Regions from separate parts of the Zea mays genome. Here region 2 is linked to region 1. The links are chromatin contacts, called in public Hi-C maps. All regions are on one chromosome and are shown on one strand. The core of a region is the stretch at or near the end of the contact, and the rest is flanking DNA. Distances in the headings are between cores, read along the strand shown.

Region 1 (3,717 bases), core at 830-3,329:
AACAACTAAATAGTGAAACCTACCAAGCACCAAAGTGTATAATGGGAGTAATTCACCCTAGCATAAGATAATTCACAGCTATTGGATAAAGTGTACAATCTCTGCCAAGTGTTAAATTGATATATCCGTCATGCCTATGGTTACTGGCTCAAAAAACTTATGGAATAATGATCATTGATTTATGATGATAATTTGTTATGATAAGTATTGCTTGTGTATTGATCATATGGTTTCTATTTGGGTTAAATCATGAACGTAAGATGATGTCAAAAGTTTGACCCAATAAAATGCTTATCACAGTTAGCCTAAGTCTATCCTTTTTAGCCTCATAAACTTCATATTATATTTGTTAAGGGCTAGTTTGGGAACTCTATTTTCCCATGGAATTTCTATTTTCTCAAGAGGAAATGAACTAATTTCCCTTGGATAAATTGAAATCCCTTAGGTAAATGTGGTTCCCAAACTAACACTAAGTATAAAAGTACTTACCCTTGATTATTTTCAATTCTTTGAAAAATTCTCGGATGAGTAAGAGATGGTAATGCTTTGGCTGATTTCTACTCTTGTGTCAACCGGTTGCTTCGTGTGGAGCATGGAGGATGTTCATCGAAGAGATAGTTATCTTTTATGTTTTTGCTAATGCTTTTAATATTTCATATAATAGATAATATTCACGACGTAATAAGGCTGTGATTGATATCATCTATAATTTGTCCCTATATGTGTGATTGATCAGTAGACATATATAGCATACATCGAATTTTGTCCTTAAAACGAGGTGTGACAAAGATATAACAATGCTATAATATATTGAGTAATGATGTCGTCATTGATTATAGATCCGGATCCTGAATCGTTCTTTTAGCAATAAAGACATGAAGAAGATGTGGAAGATCTATATTTAATTTTTTTCTTGTGGTGGCGCAAGTATTAAAAGATAGAATACAATAATGAAAATCCCTTTTTATTATTTGTTATAAAAATATAGACTTATTAGACAGAAATTAGAATTATTTATTATAAAAATGTATATAATTATTATATAGAAAGCAGAATCAAATAAGCCTAGGTAACCCGTTTCTTGACCACATGTGTTGTGATTTGTGAAGGTCATCTCCACTAGATTGTGTAATTGACCGTATAAAATACTTTTTGTACTATAGATTACACTATTTACAGATAAGTTTGATATAGTATGAGCTCGCTCGCATATAGAGGTGTTAATGGGGAATTCTCCACCGGGTTTGGACACCCCATCCCCATGAAACTATATTCATACCATCCTCATAACCACATCCATCATGGGTATAAGATTCATCTCATATCCATACTCATTCGGGTATCGGGTCTCCAATGGGTCTTCAATGAATCCCCATCCCCTACAAGAAAAATATTATCACATTATATTTTATATGACATTAAAAGCCACATGACACCAACAACAATACATCACCAATAAATCTGATATGTAACAAGAAAAACATTGTTTAACTATACAAAACAACAAAAATAAAGTGACACATGGACTGGTGGGTGGGGCAGTTGGTGGCTGGCCGCCTGGGTTTGGATGGATGGGTGCTTAAAAAGGTTAGAAGATGTAGGGTTAGTTGTTATACTTATTGCCAAATAGGTTGCACATCTAATTTTACATAGTGAATATTATTTATAGGTAATCGGGTTTGGACGATTGCTTGTCATACCCATACCCGTTTATCCAATGAGTGAGATTTTAACCCATATTCATACCCATGAGGATAAATTTTGTCCATACCTTAACTCTAAGGACTAGTTTGGAAATACCATTTTCTTAAGGGATTTATATTTTCTAAAAAATAAACTATTTTTTTGAAAAAATGAAAATCCTTTAAAAAAATGAGGTTTCCAAATCCTAAACCCTAAACCCGCCGAGGGCCCAAAACTAGTAGTCGAGGGTATCGGTCCCATTGACAAGCAGTCGAGGGCCCAAAACTGGGCCGCCGTCCCGCCGCCCGCCGATGGGCCAGGTCACCGATCCCGCACCGTCAGGTCGAGGATGTCCACGTGGTTCCACTCTGTACGCAACGCAAGGCGCCGTTCGCACTTCGCACGCAAACCCCTCCTCTCCTCTGCTGACCCCTCCTCTCCTGGTCTGGATTCCACCAAGCCGTGTCCACCAACCGGCCACCACCCCCGCTGCCGGCTCGCACCTCTCTGCGCCGTGCTCAGATTTGCCCCCCTCTGCCTGCCTGCTTCTACTACCTGCTGACACGGCGGTGCGGGTCGTGCTCGGTGGACGCCAGGGGGCTACCCCTACCCGGGATCCAGGATCGTGCTGTCTGCTCGCCCTCTCCTGCTCCTTCAATCCCATCGGAGATCCGTGCTGGCGTTTCCTCCCGTAAGCCCGACCACGGTCAACATCCAATTTCTCGTCCGATTCATGCAAAAACCATTATGGGCCCCGCGTACCGTGCGTTGTTTAGCCATCTTGAATTTCCATTTTTTTCCAGGATCGATGAATTAGCCTTGTTTAGGTTTGGCGGAACACGTACCGTGCGTTGCCAAATTCGAGCATTTTGCTATCATTATATTTGTCATGAATTTTAGGACCCGTTGATGGATTTTATTTTTCTTTGGGGGAGAATGGAGATGGGGATTTTGAAGTTAAATTCATGGTCCTGCTTGAGAATTTTTGGGGTTAGAGTCCTACATAGGGGTACAAATAGTCGATAAAATGAAATATATGTGGTATTGATATTTTTTCGTATTTCAATGTTGCCGAAGCCAATATTCCTAGGGCCACATGCCATGATACTAGTAGCATATCTGTGAACGCACATTGTGTGGTAGTGATGTTGACTTCCTCAAAATCTTGTTTGCAGGATGTGTTCATTTTCAAGTATTTTATCGCTTTGCCAGAAATCTTTTTTATGATGACTTAAAATGTCTGTAGCATATTAATCACAATTTTTAGACTTGTGCTCCGTCACTACATATGCCAGACATATATTGAAGCTCATGCAGCTCCTATTCTCAAACCCAGTTTCAGCGCCCAATTGTTTGGTTTGAAGAAATCAAGTTCAGATGGGCTCCATTCTAAGTGCTACTAGTACTACGGCTAAGTCTATGGATCAGCATGAGGCATCTGGAACAGATCCTAATAAGAGGGTGAAGATATCTACTTATGAGTATGGGTCAAACCCAAGGATAATTCCAACTCTTCCTGATGAGCTCTCACTCCAGATCCTGGCAAGGTCACCACGGATCCATTACCTTAACTTGAAGCTGGTTTGCCGAGCCTGGAAGGCAGCAATCATCGGCTATGAACTTTCCCAGCTGAGGAGAGAGCTTGGTGTAAGTGAGGAATGGGTGTATGTACTGACCAAGGCTGAGGCATACAAGCTCCATTGGTATGCCCTGGATCCAGTGTTTCAGAAATGGCAGAGGTTGCCACCGATGCCTTCTTTCGTCAATCAGGAGGAATCCAATCGGACAGCATCTTCGGCGTTCTGGATGTGGAATGTTGTGGGATCAAGCATTAGGATTGCTGATTACGTGAGGGGCTTATTTTGGCGCAGGAACAGTTTGGACCAGATGCCCTTTTGCGGTTGTTCAGTGGGTGTTGCTGATGGTTACTTGTATGTCATTGGCGGTTTTTCCAAAGCTGTTGCCCTGAATCGCGTTTGTAGATACGACCCTTTTCTCAATTTGTGGCAGGAAGTGAGCCCAATGATGACTGGG
Region 2 (3,717 bases), core at 477-2,976, 150 kb after region 1:
AGCTTCATATCCAGTGGGCCTCCGGCTGACTGGATCTTATGTTTTGCCTGCACAATGATTTCCCCATGAATCATGTTAGGAACTTAGCTTCTAGCATGACAAAACAATGCTGGATTTTTTTGACAACACATCTCCTACTACTGTAATAACTCGTACCATGCTATCCCATGGAACATAGAAGTCAGACACAGCTGCAGCGAGATAGAACATCCCGTGGAGACCCACACAGCTCATGGATGTAGCAACCATCTTCAGTAACTGCAATCAAGTGTCGTGTGACGCTGTTCAAGCTACCTTACTCGCATTCGACTCAAAGAAACAAAGCAAATGTGCAGGACCTGAAGATACTCAAATATCGTGGTGAATGGGAGTTTCAGCAGAGAGCCTCCTTCAGTAGCCTGCGACAAGTTCACCTCAGTCAAGGGGCATCGGCACATCTGTATGCCAGCCAGTACCCGGTTCAGATGCTATACCTTGCGATAATCCCCAATTGCTCTCTTTACCACCGTTGCCTGGGACTCGGCCACTGATTAAACAAGCATAACATATTTTAATCAACATAGTAAGGAAGCGATATTTGTTCTTTTCTTTTCTTTTCTTTTCATCTGAGCTAGAAGCTGTAGATTAATTACCAACCAACCTTGAACCTTCGAATCTGTTGTGACATCAAAGAAGTGGAGAAACGAGTCATCAGGCAGGAACCTGGAGAAAGGCTGGCAACTCCCTCTGCGTTCATGCAAGCATAATGGGATTTATGTGAAGAATCTTTCTTCTTTTTTTTTGCATTATGTGGATACTGAACAGTTGATAAAGCTGAAAGACGAGAAGTAAAAGTTGTGGGATTGTTTTTGCAACGAAGCAGCTGATGTAGCTTTGTGGATTACCGCCGATGGACGAAAATGACCGCATAGCCAGCCTTTAAGAAATACCTGTGTCAGCAGAAATTAAAAACGGGAATGAGTACTTGACAGTACTTACTGTTCATCAAACTTGTACTGGACAGAGACTATGTATACTTCCAGTGCATTTATGAGACAGATATCAAAACTAACGAGGTATCACATGGCATGGCACACCATCATATATGTTCAGGCCAGTATAACCTTATGTAAAGCATCATCTCTCAAGGATTATATTGAAGAGAAAAAAAAACTAAAAAAGGCATGGGTTATATAGAACAGAGTATGGGAAAGGCAGTCATCACCACGGCGCACGAGAGAGCATCCGAAGAGGGGCGGAGCGCAAGAGAGGAGGAAACTTACTCGGTGGACGCGGCGCCGCGGTGGCCGGAGCTGAAGTTGTCGATGTAGCGCACGCATCGCTGCTCCAGCGGCACCGTGGTCCCGCCCGACGTGACGCAGACGATGCGCCGCCGCCCGACGCCGTCTGCGCGCACATCGCAAAAAACAAAAAACAAAAAAGGCCGCACGGGTTAAGCTAGAGCGCGCGGTCAAGGGCTCGTTCGACGAAATGGCCCACGCGCGGTCCGCGCGTTGTCCCCCATGCAGGGCGGCGCCGCGGCTACCTGATGATGCGTGCGAATTGCGCGCGACGAACTCCTGCAGGCTGGCGGCGACAACGGCAGCGTCGCGCAGCGGCGGCGAGGCGGCGAAGAAGTGTTCCGGATCTTCCGCCGCGACCATTGCGGGTTGCGATGGGGTGGGGGGTTCTTCTTCTATACACTCGCAGGGTTTGGATTTTGGACCGCGGGCGGTTTGACGATGGATGGAGCGACGAGAGGAAGAGGAGAGTATTTAAAGGAGTGGAAACTACCAACGTAGTTGGCGGTTTGCTGTAAAGAAAAAGACACGAGTAAAATCAGGAGATGAGCGCATTTGGAAAAAACACACACACAACACAGCTTGACAGCCGTGCTTGGCACTGCGTACGGTGCGTGCCTTGAATGCCGCTCGACCCTGGAACCCTGCAACCACTATTAACTCAGCATTAACTCATGGTAGCTAAGAGGGGTGGGGATAGCCCCTGCTGCTTGCGTGCGTGCGTGATCCATGTCGTCGTCTTCGATAGATTTGGCGAGACCGGTACCACCGAACCGTGCATGCCATTTGCTCGCTGGGGGAGTTTTTTTTTCCTTAGGCAGGGGCCGGACCTATTTAGGCGACGCACCTTTGTGACACTGCATCAAGCTAGATTCAAGAGCCTGCGTTTCTGGTTGAGCACAAAGAACGACAGAACAGGCAGCCAATAATAACACACGCATCCATCATTCCTGGCTTATTAGGTGTAGCACATTGATTAGTGCAAACGCGGTGGCGTACTGGCACACACGCTTGTTGGGCAGGTCCACGAGCGATCGACCGAGCTGGGTGTCGTTACTGGATCGGAACAGCCGGGAATCACGATCGTCGTCCAGGTGGAGGAGAACAACGTACGCACGTACTACGTCCTGGTCCTGTGGTCAGGCGCGGCGCTGCCTCGTGCGCGCATGGCCCGTAAATGGTAATGGCCTATCGGCGCCCATTATCTATGCTACTTGCGTGTGCATGGATTCGTGTCCTGCTGGGATGCGAATGCGAGACATGGCACCAGCGCTCCATGAGCCGCTATGAGTATAGTCCGAAAAGGTATGATCCAAAGTCCAAACACAAGACAGGGTCTGGGTCGTAGTGATAGTACCAAGACTATCTTCAGCAACATTTTCTAAATTTTATCACCTAAAGAAATATTCGTCGTCCTCTACAACACTTTATAAAAAAATTTATCCACTACATCGTTTTCATCTTCAACAACGTTCCCTAAATTTAACTCTCTCTGTCCTGCTGCTAGATACCATAATCTACTTTGATTTTAACCTTTTCGCTACTGCATGCATGAGAAATATTTAAATACATCTCATCACTACCTTTTATCAGTGGCGGCCCTGAGAGTGGGGCGGAGGGGCCGCCGCCCCGGGCCCCCAATTATATAGGGCCCCGAACCTAGCTATACATTCAGTAATTAGACTATCAGACACAATAATTTAATAATGAAATGTCGAATAATTAGCAGCCACAAAACGTTCACAACCCGGTCTTATTTAAACATGTTAAAATAACTTTTAAGATAATACTATAATATGTATCTTTTTATTTATTTGTTTCTTGGTATGAATATTTTTAGATGTGTCTTGAGTTTATATATTGGTACCATTTTTATATAACAATAAATTGATGAGCCTCTATTTTAAATTTGTCCTGAGCCGCTAAAACCACCGGTCCGCCGCTGCCTTTTATATACTGTTTGGAACACAGCTCTCGTGTGTAGAAGGCGAACAGCAAATTTTATTAGAGGACGCAATATAACGGTCGTTGCTGGACGAGTAAAGAATGGCAGTGGACGCTAAATTTAAAGTTCAGGACCGTTTACACTTTATTGCTAGAAAGAGTCTAATATGATCACAGACGATACCTGTGGACATCATCGGATCATGATTCGAAGGGTTCTAGGCAAATCTTAACGTTTGGACCCTTAACTTACACGAGTACAAAGTAGCTCTATAGTAACGGTTATAACCTATTTTTACTGGCGTTTCTTATAACCGTTGGTACTAGGGCCAGTAAAAATCATCATTTTTACAGGCGGGTAATTGAGGACTGTCAGTGGAAATCGATTTCCACTCGCGGTTGACGTAATAAATCCGCTAGTAAAAATTATTTTTAGAAACATTAAACAGGTTTTTGAGAGCACCTAGAGGGGGTGAATAGGTGATCCTGTAAA

Evidence for each region. Hi-C and Micro-C count contacts between places; a contact is called where the count stands out from the background.
Region 2: a contact with region 1 is called in a Hi-C map of endosperm, with 4 times the contacts expected there. The contact joins the promoter of LOC100283870 here to the promoter of LOC100281539 in region 1. A contact is called at or near these places in 9 of 25 Hi-C or Micro-C datasets (bundle sheath, ear, endosperm and 3 more).

What each region holds. Positions count from the first base shown.
Region 1 is chr4:129,289,408-129,293,124 of Zm-B73-REFERENCE-NAM-5.0, forward strand. LOC100281539 reads left to right here and starts at 2,080. Exons shown (of 2, transcript NM_001154457.2): 1 at 2,080-2,374; 2 at 3,020-3,717. The coding sequence starts at 3,061.
Region 2 is chr4:129,439,911-129,443,627 of Zm-B73-REFERENCE-NAM-5.0, forward strand. LOC100283870 (phosphopantothenate--cysteine ligase) reads right to left here and starts at 1,727. Exons shown (of 9, transcript NM_001156768.2): 1 at 1,526-1,727; 2 at 1,263-1,386; 3 at 885-929; 4 at 641-726; 5 at 474-526; 6 at 339-398; 7 at 157-258; 8 at 1-47. The coding sequence starts at 1,643.